Linked DNA regions of Sus scrofa: regions 2 and 3 are each linked to region 1. The links are chromatin contacts, called in public Hi-C and HiChIP or PLAC-seq maps. All regions are on one chromosome and are shown on one strand. Each heading gives the region's core, a stretch centred on a gene start, on an enhancer-like site or on the middle of the called end of the contact. The rest is flanking DNA. Distances are from core to core; before and after follow the strand shown. Region 1 holds the start of ZNF667 (zinc finger protein 667). Region 2 holds the start of ZNF582 (zinc finger protein 582). Region 3 holds the start of LOC110261070.

Region 1 (4,838 bases), core at 2,220-4,719:
GAGGCAGAGTTTTGGGTAAAGAAGAAAACGGCTCTTACTGCTTTGCCACGCAAAGGAGATCACGGCAGGCTAATGCCTTAAAGACTGTGCCCTCCCTTGGGAAGACGTGCAGGAAGGTTTACTGTATAAACCTCTCATGGTTCCAGATGAGAATCAGGGTTGAGGACAAATATGCATGCTTCTTTCTTTGGGTGAACCTTTAGTTATTGATGTTGGTGTCATGAGATCTCGGCATCATCTGGTGGTCTTCTGGGTTACTGTATCTCTTTTTCCTAAAATAAAAAATACTTGCAAAAAGGGCATATTGATCCGAGATGAGGGCAATCTAGGAAAGTCCCTAAAAAAAATATCATGTGCTTATCACCTTTGACCCATCGGCAGTTGTGCTCAGGGTACCTAATCTGTAGCTCACGGGTGATTGTGTTTAGGGTGAAATTAAGCCCGGGAGAAGCACAAGGAAGGGCCCTAAGCTATTCCATTTTCAACGAGTCATTTCTAAAAGCAGCATGAGGAATATAACTTTTCCCTTGGGTGCATGAGATGCCTGCATCCGTGGGCTAAAGATGCGATGTCAGTTTGGGTCACTCCTCTCGTGGTCCTCCACGCCTGTGCTTGTGGGACCGATGAAAACTTGATTCATTTAAGTGAGCTATTACAGAACTTTGTTCAGTCCCAGGTTCGTGTATGAGACCATCTCCTTGGGATTGTTCCAGAGAACGCCTTTGTTTTCCTTGTAGCCAGGTAAATCTCTGCTGCCCCCGCCTGTAAAGCGTCCGACATTGAGTTGCCTTTGAGGAAAGACGTTCTGTTACAAATCATTTTCTTCCAATTCAGAGGAAATAACGGATTGGGTGTTGAGTTTGGAAACCCAGTGGTGTCCTTCTAATCACGATGTCTATGTAGAGCATGTCTTTCCCAATCGACTGCGCCACACGCCGACGTCGTGTGATTTCAGGAGCGCGAAAGGAAGGTTCTTCGTTTTGACTGTATTGGAATATCGTTGACTTACAATCGTGTATTAGCTTCAGGTGTACAGCACAGTGAGTCAGCCATTCTCCCCCCCCCCATATAGGTCAATACAAACTATGGTGGATTTCCCTGAGCTGTACAGTAGGTTCTCATTAATCATCTATTCTATAGAGTGGTGTGTGTGTGTGTGTTACTTCCATCCTTCAAATTCCTTCCTCCCCACCATGCTTCCCCTGTGGCAACCCTAAGATTGCTTCTGAAATCTGTGAGTCTGCTTCTGTTCTGTAAATAACCTCCCCTGCATAATTTTTTAGTAGATTCCACATATACGTGATATCATATGATATTTATCGCTAAGATCTAACTGTGAATATTCGTAGGACCATAACTATGAATCGGTACCCTTCATAGATTTTAGTTTAAATCATGTAGGACACCTTATCTAAACTGCGCGAAACTCTCTCAACCCATCTTATGTGATGTAGTGGATGAATGATCAGAATATTCTTTTTTTGGTCTTTTTATGGCTGCACCCGAGGCATATGTTAAGTTCCCAGGCTAGGGGTTGCATTGGAGTTGTAGCTGCCAGCCTACACCACAGCCAGAGCAACACGGGATCCATGACGCACTGAGTGAGGCCAAGGATCAAACCCAAGACCTCATGGGCCCTGCTCGGGTTCGTTACCACTGAGCCACGTTGGGAATGCCTCAGAATATTCTTACATCACAATGTGTTGTATTTTATGAACATTGTACTGAATTTCTATTGGCTTATCTATATAAGGGTCATTTATTTGACTGTGTTCTCCATGACTCTGGAAACTGTTGGGAAGAGGGAAATTCCTTCCTATCCTGCTTAAGTTCTTGTGGCTGGACTAATAAAACTGACACAAGACATTAACAGGAGAAAGACAAAAAATTTAATTCATGCCAAAAAAATGGGACCTAAGAAGTGGGCAAAGCAGGCAGCCCTGGATCCCGCCCCCATCCCCCACCACATACGATATTGTGATTTGTAAGAAGAAATATGTACGTGTGCTTTGTCATTTCCAGGCACAGAGCCCCACAATCCCTTGGAATTTCCCTCCTGAGGAGTCCTGCCAAAGTGCCTTTTGTTATGTTAGTGAGATGAATGGGCTCGGAACTGGTTGCCAAGGGAACGAACCAAAGGATTAGAAAACTGAAGCCTCGGTCCCATCCCCAGAGCTCCAGGGAGGGAAGAGGGGCTGGAAACTGAGTTCCATCACTAAAAAGCCATCGGTTTAAGCAATCAGACCAAAGTAATGAAGCCTCCATTAAAAACTCCAAAGATGGAGTTGGGAGAGCTTCCCGGTTGGTGAAGCAAGAGTGGCAAGCATGGACGCTCCACGTCTCTTCCCAAGTGGCTTGTCCTCTTCTTCCATCTGGCAGTTCCTGAGTTACATCCTTTTATAAAAAGCCAGTGGTGATCTAGTGAGTAAAACATTTCTCTGAGTTCTGTGAGCCACTCTAGCAAATTAATGAAACCCAGAGAAGAGTCCTTGGGCCTAGAGGGGTCAGTCAGAAGCACAGGTGATATCTAGACTTGGGACTGGCCTCTGATGTGGGGGTTGGGGGCAGTCTTGGGGACCCAGGCCTTAACCTAAGGGTTCTGATGCTCTTGCCAGCTAGTGTTAGAATTCTGTTGAATTGTAGGACACCCAGCTGCTACCAGAAAACTTCTTGATGGTGGGGAGGGGGGACTGAAATAGCAGCATCACACTGGAAGTGTAATAAGAATTACATATACTCACACGCACCTATAAAAACGCAAAAACTGGGTCTCTCCACATGCACTCACATACACACACACAGATGGTTTTCCAAATGCAAGCACAGCCGCAAAAACTGAGCCACACACATACAAGTACACATTTACACTAACGGTAGCTACTCTACACGCCTTCATTATCTTTGGTCTCCAACACACACACACACACACACACACGCAAGTGGAATCTATAGTCAGTATTTTAAGCTCCGTGAGCCAATTCTGTTGCAAGTGCTCAGCTCTGCCACCGCGCAAAGTACATCAAGGTGCGTGAGCACACGCATTCAAAGTAAGTTTCCACACATACGTACCAACCACAAAAGCTAGGTTTCTCACACACACGCAAAATACAAGGGTACACAACCACAAAAACCGGGTCACACACATACAAATACGAACATACAATTCCAGAAACAGTAACTTCTACCCACATTCACTGTCTTTGGTTTCCAACACACACACGTTCTCGAACAATGATTCATGCTCACACACATACACAATAACAAAACCTGAGCCTCACAAACACAAACGCAAAATCACAACCCAGAACCCGAAAGCCCAGGGGATAGAGGCTGCCTCTCACCTCCGGGCTCCTCCCACAGACTCGCGGTCACCTAAGCGGCCACAGGAGGGCGCCCGCGTCCTCGCCCGGGGCGGAAACGAGCCGCAGAGGCTCCTGGGGGATGTAGTCTGGGGCCCAGAAAGGCGCCGCGCAAAGGATTCTGGGGCTGTTCGTTCAGTGAACGCGCAAGCGAAATCTCACTCCTAGCCTAGGGGAACATCCCTCTGCCTTTTTCCGCGGTCAGTTCTCCTCCAGACGGGACAAATCAGAGCCAGCGCGGGCCAGGACGCCTCAACTTCACGATCCAGGCGCGGCGGTCCAGAACCGCGCCACGTCCCGGAGGCTTCTGGGAATTGCAGCCTGAACTCGCAGTGCACACGCACGAGCGCGCGCATTACCACCCGCGGGTGAGCCCTGCTCCAGATCCCTCTGAGCTCCGGGCACAAAAGGGGAGGGGTTTTGGGGAGAAACGCTCCCGGACGGAGACGTGTAGGTGTTGAATGCCGAGGGCGGCGAGCTGGGGGAGCTGGGTTTAGCTGAAGGGATCAAGGAAGGGCCCCAGCAGCTTCATACTTCTACGTGATTTCACAAGCACAGTTACAGGTGGGGCCCCCAGACAGCCCCAAGCAGAATAGCAGGGCCGGAGAGCTGCGTGACTTGGTGCAGGGAAGGGGCTTCGGGCCGGCGCGCGTGCGGCGGCGCCCCAAGAGCGGCTCTGACTGGATGAGCGTGCCTGCGTACACCGTTGCGTGTAGAGGGGTGGGGCCTCAGGCCCGTGACCGTGGAAAGGTCCCCGGAGAAGCGAGCGAGCGCCTGCGCGCCGCGTGGCTTTGTTTAGAGGCGGGGCCTCGCCCTCTCGGGGACGCCTTAGGGGCGGGGCCTTGGCCCGCCGACGTGTCCCGCGCGCGAGGGGGCGGGGCCAGCCAGCGCGACTCCCGGCTCGCGGAGGCGAGTGCGCAGGCGCGGGGGACGCGCGGAGCTGAGCGGGTGGGTGCCGCGAGGACACGACGCGGGAGGACGGGGAAAGGGTGAGTGTGGGTGTGGGGTGTGGGTGTGAGGTGGTGAGACTCCGCGCCCGCAGCTGCCTGGCGTTTTCCGCCCGTGACCGCCTGTGGGGCTGCGTCTGGTTGTGTGTTGAGGGTGTGAGGTGAGTGACTGACTGCACCGTGCGGCGGCGTCTCCGCGTTTTGTGTGTGTGTGTGTGTGACGGAGCCGGCCCGTGTGGTGACGGGAGCGGGCCTCGGGACCGCGTACCTTTCCACCGCGAGGTCTGTGGTGCGTGAGGAACAAGGGACTGCGCCTGTGGGGCGGGGGAAGAAGCGCTGGGGGCTGGGAGTGGGTGCGTGAGTGTGGCTCTGAATTTGTGTTATTGGGGCGCGTTCGTGCGTGTGTGTGTGAGGGGGAGAGAGTGACGTAGGTGGTCTTGCCTCGCAGCTGCAGTGGCTGCGTAATTTGACCAGGTGCTGTACGACTGCGAGTGGGCGGTTGTGAGTGTGTGGCAGCGTGTGACTGTGCTGT
Region 2 (4,538 bases), core at 552-3,051, 82 kb after region 1:
CCCACTTTCCTCCACGACTAGCACACATTTTTTACAATTAATGAACCAACATGAATACATTACTATTAACTAAAGTCCACACTTTTTCTGTTCCAGGATCTCATCCGGGATACATTGTTTTTAGTAGTTGTCTCCCCTTAGGTTCCTTTTAGTTGTGACCATTTCTCTGACTTTTCTTGTTTTCATTGACCTTAACAGTTTTAAGGAGTTCAGGGCAGATATTTTTTCAAATGGCCCTGAATTAGCGTGTCTGATATTCTGCCATTACACTGGGATTATGTGTTCTGGAGAGGAAGACCACAGAGGTAAAATGTCATTTTCACCACATCTTATCAAGGGTACATGCAATCACTGTGCCCTCACTATGGATGTTAACATTGATCTAGTGAGGGAAACAAACACACTTAAAAAAAAAAAATTTTATGACCACACCCACAACATATGGAAGTTCCAGGGCCAGGGACTGAATCCAAGCCACAGCTGCAACCCGCCTGGATCCTTTTAACCTACTGCGCCCCGGCAGGAACTCCACACACATTTTTAACCATGAGTTCACACGAATCTAATACCACAGGATTCTTCCCTACCTTCCATCATCCACTCACTCTTTTCCCATAGTAAAACACTGGCTTCCAACAAATCAATATATTTATTTGTTTTCTCAATCCTATGATGCATACAAAATAGTTTCCAAATCACTGCTATTATGAAAAAGAACCTACAAAGTTGAGTTTAGGGATTGCTTGCATTTTTTTTTTTTTGGCTTTTTGTCTTTATACAATAGAAATATAGGCTCCTTATCTGAGATATATAAAGTTGTAAAAACTTTTGTCATTTTTCTTTTGCCTTTGCTTATGGTGTATTTTGCCTTACAAAGTGCTTTAGCTTTGTGTTCCCAAGTGTAGCAGTCTTTTCTTGTATTAAGTTTGGATTTTTAAGTCGTAATTAGAAAGCCTTTCCACACACTCAGGTTATAATGGAATTCACCTCTGTACTTGTCTGCTATTTGTACGGTTTAATTTAGAACTCTGATAAAGTTGGTGATTATACTTTTGTATGATATGAAGCATGAATACACTTTAATTTTTTCCCCAATGGTTATCCAGTTATTCCTCAGGGTTGCTCATTAAGAAGTCCATTTCTGGAGTTTCTGTGGTGGCTCAGCGGTTAAGGAACCCAACCAGTATCCATGAGGACACGTGTTCGATCCCTGGCCTTGCTCAGTGGGTTAGGGCTCCTGTGTTACCATGAGCTGTGGTGTAGGTCGCAGAGGCGGCTTGGAGCCTGCCTTGCTGTGGCTGTGGCGCAGGCCAGAGGCTGTAGCTCCTATTCGACTCCTAGCCTGGGAACTTCCATATGCTTCAGGTGCGGCCCTAAAAAGATACACACAAAAAAGTCCATTTTTATCCCAATGACTTGCTACCCTTATCATACAGTCTGCTTCTCTGTTTAATATTTCCAGGCTTTCTCTCCTAGCTGACAACTCATGGACTAATACCCCAGCTACCATCATAGACTTCTTGGCCGCTCTGGGGGCATGTGGAGTTTCCTGGGACTGGGACTGGGACTGAAACTCCACCGCGGCCGAGACCTATACCGCCCGAGCCGCCGCGCAGAATTCCTTAACCCACTGCACCGGGCAGGGATCGACCCGGCGCCTCCACGGCGACCCCAGCCACGCCGTGGGACTCAACTCGCCTCGCCACAGCGAGGGAACTCTTGTGCAAGATGTTGTAAAATTGGTTACGGAACCAACTCCAGGGCTTTTACCTCCCTCCAGAACATCTGGTAAAATGCCTGCTGCACGGTCCGGACGACTCAACACGTGAGAAGAAACTTCGCACATATACCGCCTCTGCAGCCACACACAGACGTCTGCCCGGCGCTGAACGGTCCCAGCCACACACTCAACCACCGAGTCAGAACACGCACCACCACGGCCGCTCACACACTCACCTGCCGTCGGAGAGACGACCACGCGCGGACAACAAGCGCAACACACAACTTCACGCAGCAGCCTGTGGACACAGCGCACCCCGTCCCATCCCAGACGGTCTCTTTCTCTCACACACAGACACACGCACGGACCCGCCCACCAGAAACATCGCGAGATCTTGCCTTGCGGTTTGGTTACTGCCTTTGGGCCTGGAGACTACGTTTCCCAGAAGCAACTGCGGCGCTGTTCCAATCGGGACGCAGCATCGGCGGTGCTTTGTGCGTCTGCGCCATCTTCCGGCTCCCGACTCCGCTGGTTTCTAGGAGGAAGCGCCCCGAGGCTAGAGTGGGCGCGGCAGCGGGGGCATCTGGATCCAAAGAGGCGGCAGGTGAGGGGCTCCGGAGCTCGCCAGGTGTTGTAGGATCCGCGCGGGAGCGAGCTCCACGACCAGGCAGGTCTCGGGCTTAAGCAGAACCGGAACGTCTTACCCCCACGTAAGTCAGCGGCTTTCCTCGCTCTGGACTACATTTCCCATCGGCCCCCGCAGCGCGCCCTGCTGGCGCCCCCTACCTGCAGTCGAGCTCATAGCCCGGGTGCATGGATCCCTAAGGTGGGTGTGTCTCTTGGAGGGTCCTGAACTCCAGAAAATGCTTGCTTATGGATGTTTTGCATTTATTCTTAACGTAGTTGTTTTTTTTTTTTTTAAATCTTTGACGAAGTGAGTTGCAAGACCCCAGAAGATTTGGAACCACTAGTTTATTCCGCAGCATAGTGAGGTTCCCAGACTAGGGGTTTAATCCGATCTGTAACTGCCGGCCTACAGCCACAGCCACGCCAGATCCCAGCCGCTACTGCGACCTACGCCCCAGCTCAGGGCAACGCCAAATCCTTAACCCAATGAGCAAGGCCAGGGATCAAACCCCCATCCTCAGGATACTAGTCGGGTTGGTTAATCACCGAGCCATGACGGGAACTCCGGAACGGCTAGTTTAGAAGCTGTGACATGTTTGAACATTTTACCGGATCTTGTTCAAAATTTGTTCAACCTTGGGGAAACGGTTGGGTAAATCACAGGCCAGCCCTATAATAGAATATTTACAGCTGATACATATAATGCTTAAAAAAAAAAGTGGTCACGAGGAAAAAGACCTGTTATGTGCTATTAGGAAACATTTATCATTATTTCATTTACACACTACTTAGAATTAAATATTTGTAACACTCCAGGCACTCTAAGTTTTTATGAAATGAGCCTCCGCATCTTAATACTCAATACATCTTAATACTCAATGTTTTCCATTCTGGTTTTGGTTTCGTTGGGGAGGAGGGGCAGTTAGCCTGGGCATGGGTGGGTTTGACGTCTTTTTGTTGTTGCTTTTGTTTTATGGCCGCACTCTTGGCATATGGAAGTTCCTGGGCTAGGGACTGAATCCAAACTAGGGGTGTGACCTGCACAATGGCAACCACAGGATCTTTCAACACTTCAGGATGGGGAGGTGGGGGTGCTGCAGTCAGGTTCTTAGCCCACTGTGCCACAGTGGGAACTCTGGGTTTCACTTCTTTTGCTGCATGTTTTCTTGTACAAAGGGCTCCATTGTGAATATCTTTGTCAGCTGATATTGTCAACCACATCATTTTTGATAGTTGCTTGGCATCCATCATATGGCTGTGTCAAAAATGATTCAACCACTTGCCTACCTGTGAAATGTATTAACTTTTTGGTTCAGTTTTTTAGCAAATATTATGCACATAGCTTTGCTGTCACATTTGTGCAGGGCCGTCTTTATGTGACGAGAGTGGAGCACTGGGCCTACTCCATCTAATTCGCCCACTGCCGCCATTCGTTGGCTCGAGGCAGGGTCCACAAAATCGTGTCCACAAGGCCTTGAGTTGGGCTGTGGGGTTCTTTGAGAATTTGGAAGTTAGGTTAAAAGCCAAGGAGACTTTCAAAGGTGTTATACTGAGGACATGAGAGTTAAATATCTGGGAAGGTTTCACTGCGGGCCGGGCTGATGCATCTCAGGCAGGCTGTGCTCCCAGGACTGAGGACAGCCTTCCTTCTCCCAGGGACACCACGTCTCCGTAACGGGACCACGTCTGAGCATCCCTAGCTCAGATTTGCATCAGTAACAAGGTGGAGCTGAGTAACGGCCAGAGTTTGTCCCAGCTCCCTCTAATTTTGGGGGGGGGTGGGGAGTAAAGGAGGTAGGCACTCAGTCTGGGAGCTGAGGCAAGCCTGGCCTCTAATGTTTGCTTTTTCCTCCCTCAGCTCTGCCATCTCCGGACTCTGCCCTTCCCCAGGAGAGAAACCGGGAGCAGGACTCATCAGCCCATGAAATTCTGAAAGTCATGTCCCTCGTGAGTTTTAAAATCATGTAAATATTTGCTTTCCTTATCCTGTAGCTTCCCATCTGGGTTCCATCCAAGAATCGGATTCTCAGATGTTCCCATTTTAGGGAATAAAAAGACCAGGCAGCTAGTACCCTCTCCCACGCCCCCATCCACTTGGACCGGTGCCCAGAGGGATTCATTTTATATACCATTCATCTTCTGATGGCTTTGTATTCCGCTGTGAGGCCAGAGGGAGAAGAAATCTCCTTCC
Region 3 (4,774 bases), core at 666-3,165, 120 kb after region 1:
AAACATAATCTTAAATCGACAAGTTTGAAATGTTCTGGGCATCACCACTGAGGTAATTTGTCACATGGGTCCTCTCTACCCACCCCCCAACCAGAAGAAGCAATCTGCATAAAACATGTGCCTTTCCTTCCCCACCAAAAGAACCTGGCCCCAAACAAACAACCAGTCAATCAATCAATCAATATTTCTTCCTCTCTCTCTCTTTCTAGATAATGATTTCCTTAGCTCACCCTTGTTTCCATAAAAGCCTTCCAATAAACCGCTCCCCGGAGTGCCCCTCCAGCTGTCAGATGAGATGCAGCCCAATTCACAAACTGTTGCATAACATCAGTTAAAACTTAGTCGTTGAATTTTGTTTTCTACCAGAAGAGACTACATGTTTCCAGGACTTAAGGAATATGATGTGCAGTTAACAGAGGTAAAACAAACTCACCTGTTAGGCCCACTTTGGCAGAGCCCTCTCAGAGGAAGCACAGAGTCCTGGTGCGACAGGAGGGAAAGCAGCAGGACACAATCTAGATAAATAAAGAAGGGGAGCAGCTGTTAGGATTTGATAAAAAAAAAAAAAAAAAAAAACAGCTGGAACCGGGTGAAATCAAGAATAGTCTGGTCATTGTTAGCTCAATATACCTTCATTATAACACAAAAATTCATTCCCCTTTAGACCCTGACAGTTCTACAGCAGAGAGCATAAAAGGCCAAAAAGTGGGCAGTGGCTCATTTCCTAGGATATCCCCCCTTTTTTTCCGGTCTTTTTAGGGGCGCACCCAGGGCATATGGAGGTTCCCAGGCTAGGGATTGAATCTGAGCTGTAGCTACTGCAACCTACACCACAGCTCACGGCAAGGCTGGATCCTTAACCCACTGAGTGAGGCCAGGGATCAAACCTGCGTCCTCATGGATGCTAGTGAGATTCGTTTCCGCTGAGCCACGATGGGAACTCTATCCCCAACTTTTTGGAAATCACTAGAATACTCCTCCCTCTCCTCAGCCTATGAAATAATTACTCAGCCCATGAAAAACAAACCCATATCCGGGGAGGGCTCTCACTTTCTGAGAAGGTCAATTCTGCCTGGAGTGTGTTTTTCTCTAAATAAACTCACTTTTGCTTTCCTATGGCTTCCTCTTGAATTCTTTCCCACGCAGAGCCAAGGACCCTCACTTGGCCCTCAGACCTAAGGACTGCACGTCCTGGGACATGGCCTTTCCCTCTCTCACAACACCGGGAATAGGGAGCTGAGGAGGAAGCAAGTTGAAGGAGACCAGGATCTCAACCCCCTTGCCATCTATTGTCGACCGTGCCTGGGAACAAACTCCAAGAAAGAGCTATCAAAACATAACTGTTCAGTGTTGAGTAACGGTTCCCAAGTACGTAACGGGGCTGTTTCAGTGCCTCCGCTGCCTATTCAGGGCGAAATTAATACACGCACAAATAACGGTGAGTTTAATAATAGCTGCCGTGCACGCGCACGCACACAGTCGCACACACAGAGCCTCCGTCATAAACACCAACACACTCAACACGCCTGGGCTACTTCGCATTCGCCCACTCGGGCGGCCTCCCAACCCACAGACCTGTGGACGCCGGGCCGAGCTCCCGAGCCGCCCCTCGCAGGAGCGGTTTCGAGCCGTGGCCGCCCCGCCCCCACGCGAGCCGAACCTCAGGCCGCCCCGCCGCGGGGAAACCGGCCCCAGAACTGGGGGAGCGCCCGGGGCGCGCCCCACGGTCCGCTGGTGCCGCCGGATTGGACACGCCCGTCGCGCAACGCCGCGGGGGTTCTTGGGAGTGGCGAAGCCTCCGTGCGCGCATGTGCAGCGTCACCACTGTTGTCCCGGAGACCAGAAAGCTGTGGGATCCCGGCCTCGCCCAGGGGCTGAGACTTCGGGAGCGAAGGGCGGGTCCAGGACTGGGCGTGTCTGGGTTTGTCCCAGAGCCTGGGAGCCTTTATTCGGAAGGGCGTGGCCTCCTCTCCCCCGCCTTGGGTCTCCGGAGGGGAGGGTCTTGGAGAATAGGACGCGCTTGCGTACTGGTGTCCGTGGAGGCGCGGCCTCAGCGCGATACGTCTCTGGGGGGCGGAAGGCGTCGCGAGTGACAGACACGCATGCGCACTCCGTCCCTGGGGGGCGTGGCTTCGCGTCCACTGGAGCCGAAGAGGGCGGGCTGCGCAGGCGCATAGAGTACGTCGCCGCCGATTTCTGGAGAGACGGAAGCGTTTGGGGTTACCTGGTAAGACTTCCCGGTCGGTGGAGGGGGAGGGGGCCTTCCGAGAGTGCCAGCTGGGAGTGGTCGCTGGAGACCTGTGTGCCCGGGCTGCCAGAATCCGTGTGTCTGGCGGCCTGTTCTGAATAGTCGTTTGTCCGTATGGCTATGGGATTTGCTTCGCATCTCTGGGTGTTGCCTGACAACTCTTCTGAGCCCTGAAAAGGCTGTGTGACTTTTTGCTAATCATTTAATTTTTCGGAACTTCACTTCGTTCATATATAAAATGGTATTACTAGAACAGGTTCGTTTGCCTGGTGCTGAGACCTTGGCCCACGTTGACCCTGCCTGCGGGGCCTTCACGCTGTGTTCCCAGTTTATTGTTTGTAGAAAAAAAAGGCTCTAGTCTCTTAGGCCTTCCCAGAGTCCGAAGGAGCAGGTACAAGTAGTTACTAATTACAGAAGTGAGGGCATGCAGAAACAAATGACAAGCAGTCAAGCAAGAAGAGGAGTAATAGTTTAGACAGTAGTTCACTGATAAAATCCGTGAGTCTTAGTTCCTCCTCAAAAGACACGCATAGGAGTTCCCATCGTGGCTCAGTGGTTAACGAATCCGACCAGGAACCATGAGGTTGTGGTTCGATCCCTGGCCTTGCTCAGTGGGTTAAGGATCCAGCGTTGCCGTGAGCTGTGGTGTAGGTCGCAGACGCGGCTTGGATCCCAAGTTGCTATGGCTCTGGTGTAGGCTGGTGGCTACAGCTCCAATTGGACCCCCTAGCCTGGGAACCTCCATATGCCGCGGGAGCGGCCCTAGAAAAGGCAAAAAGACAAAAAAAAAAAAAAAAAAAAGAGACACGCATAAAAACCTGACCCATACCTTTGAGTTGTTCTGCAGAAACTAAGACCCCCACCTTGGCAAAGGATGGTGACTACATGCTGACAAGAAGAACCAGAAAGTTGATGTTGACGCCCCACATAACACCTGGTACCTCACCACCGGCCAATCAGAAGAATGTCCACAAGCTGAAATCGTTCACCCCCACCTTTACCCTAATGTTGCCTTTACACTCCTGCCAGAAAGTCACTGGGGAGCTTGGGTCTTTTGAGCATTAGCTTCCCATTCTTCTTGCTTGGTGCCCTGAAATAAATAATGTACTTTCTTTCCTTCACCACAACTCTGTATCAATAGATTGGTTTTGCTCTGCATTGGGCAATTGGACTACAGTTGAGTTGGGTAATAACCTTGGTTCAAATGTACTGCAGAGAACCAGTGACCTTGAGAAAAGTGCCTACCATGCAGGCCTTCTCTCTCCTCAATATATTCCTTGATCCACCTGAGGATTCTTTTTCCCAACCCAGAAACTCTCCAGCAGTTCTTGCTTTCCTGGGGGGACTCTGGTTACATAGGCCCATTTCCATTCACCCCTCAAGTGTCCAGTGTTCTTCCTCTTGACCATTCATTATACCTTCAGAAAATTTTGTTTAGCAAATCAAATTGACAGCAGTGTTTTATGAAGGATTTTGATGAACCAAAGGACATACCTTGAGGGGAACCCAGGATGGTGGAGTATCTGGAAACTACGTCTCATGAGAAGAGATCGGAAAACCTGTGTATGTTTGCCTGGAGAAGAGATAATTGCAGAATAGTGTGAAAGTGTGTCTCTGGGTAAAAGGAATTTAATTGCAGCTTTTTTTCCTATGAGCTCTAGAAATAGAACCAAGTAGAAATAAGAGAGTAGCAGATTCAGACTAAAGTACTTTTAACAAATGGCAATAGCAAAACTGAATACGCCGCTTCCCAGTAGGGTAATCAGTGGGTTACATGGATGGTGATGATGATTGCGACTTTATTTTTTGCCGTATCTTCAGGCTTTTAAAAAATGGTGAGGAGTTCCTGTCATGGCTCAGCAGAAATGAATCTGACTAGCATCCATGAAGACACATGTTCAGTCCCTGGCCTCACTCAGTGGATTAAGGATCCGGCATTGCTGTGAGCTGAGGTGTAGGTCGCAGATGCGGCTCAGACCTGGCATTGCTGTGACTGTGGCAAAGGCCAGCAGCTACAGTTCCGATTCGACCCCTAGCCTGGGAACCTACATATGCCACAAGTGCAGCCCTAAAAAGTAAAAATAATAATAATAATAAAAATAAATAAATAAATGAAAATAAAAAATGGTGAAAGATTGAATTCCCATTGTGGCTCAGTGGGTTAAGAACCTGACTAAAATCCGTGAGGATTTGGGTTTGATCCCTGGCCGCGCTCAGTGGTTTAAGGATCTGACATTGCCACCAGCTGCAGCTTGGGTTGCAGATGCAGCTTGGATCTGGCATTGTTGTGGCTGTGTCATAGGCCGGCAGATGCAGTTCCTATTTGACCCCTAGCCTGGGAACTTCCATATGCTGCGAGTATGGCCCTAAAAAGAAAAAAAATAAGATATCACTTACTCACCTATTGGCTTTTTTCTAATTTAACGAACTCTTCAACCCCTGTACTTTTTTTTTTTTTTTTTTTTTTTTTTGTCTTTTTGCCATTTCTTGGGCCGCTCCCGCGGCATATGGGAGGTTCCCAGGCTA

What was found. Hi-C and Micro-C count contacts between places; a contact is called where the count stands out from the background. HiChIP or PLAC-seq counts read pairs in DNA pulled down with a chosen protein or histone mark.
Region 2: an H3K27ac HiChIP or PLAC-seq map of alveolar macrophages shows a contact between it and region 1. The contact joins the promoter of ZNF582 here to the promoter of ZNF667 in region 1. A contact is called at or near these places in 5 of 47 Hi-C or Micro-C datasets (embryonic fibroblasts, heart right ventricle, liver and 1 more) and 2 of 2 datasets of contacts at active chromatin or transcription factors (alveolar macrophages and skeletal muscle).
Region 3: a Hi-C map of embryonic fibroblasts shows a contact between it and region 1, with 1.8 times the contacts expected there. The contact joins the promoter of LOC110261070 here to the promoter of ZNF667 in region 1. A contact is called at or near these places in 4 of 47 Hi-C or Micro-C datasets (alveolar macrophages, embryonic fibroblasts, epiblast stem cells and 1 more) and 2 of 2 datasets of contacts at active chromatin or transcription factors (alveolar macrophages and skeletal muscle).

The regions. Positions count from the first base shown.
Region 1 is chr6:60,635,279-60,640,116 of Sscrofa11.1, forward strand. ZNF667 (zinc finger protein 667) reads left to right here and starts at 3,470. Exons shown (of 9, transcript XR_002344829.1): 1 at 3,470-3,727.
Region 2 is chr6:60,719,244-60,723,781 of Sscrofa11.1, forward strand. It overlaps ZNF582 (zinc finger protein 582), which reads left to right and starts at 1,802. Exons shown (of 5, transcript XM_021095108.1): 1 at 1,802-2,324; 2 at 4,206-4,294. The coding sequence starts at 4,286. It overlaps ZNF583 (zinc finger protein 583), which reads right to left and starts at 2,052. Exons shown (of 4, transcript XM_021095099.1): 1 at 1,957-2,052.
Region 3 is chr6:60,757,380-60,762,153 of Sscrofa11.1, forward strand. LOC110261070 reads right to left here and starts at 1,916. Exons shown (of 4, transcript XM_021095123.1): 1 at 1,576-1,916; 2 at 434-515. The coding sequence starts at 1,810. It overlaps LOC100623035 (zinc finger protein OZF), which reads left to right and starts at 2,034. Exons shown (of 4, transcript XM_013998844.2): 1 at 2,034-2,227.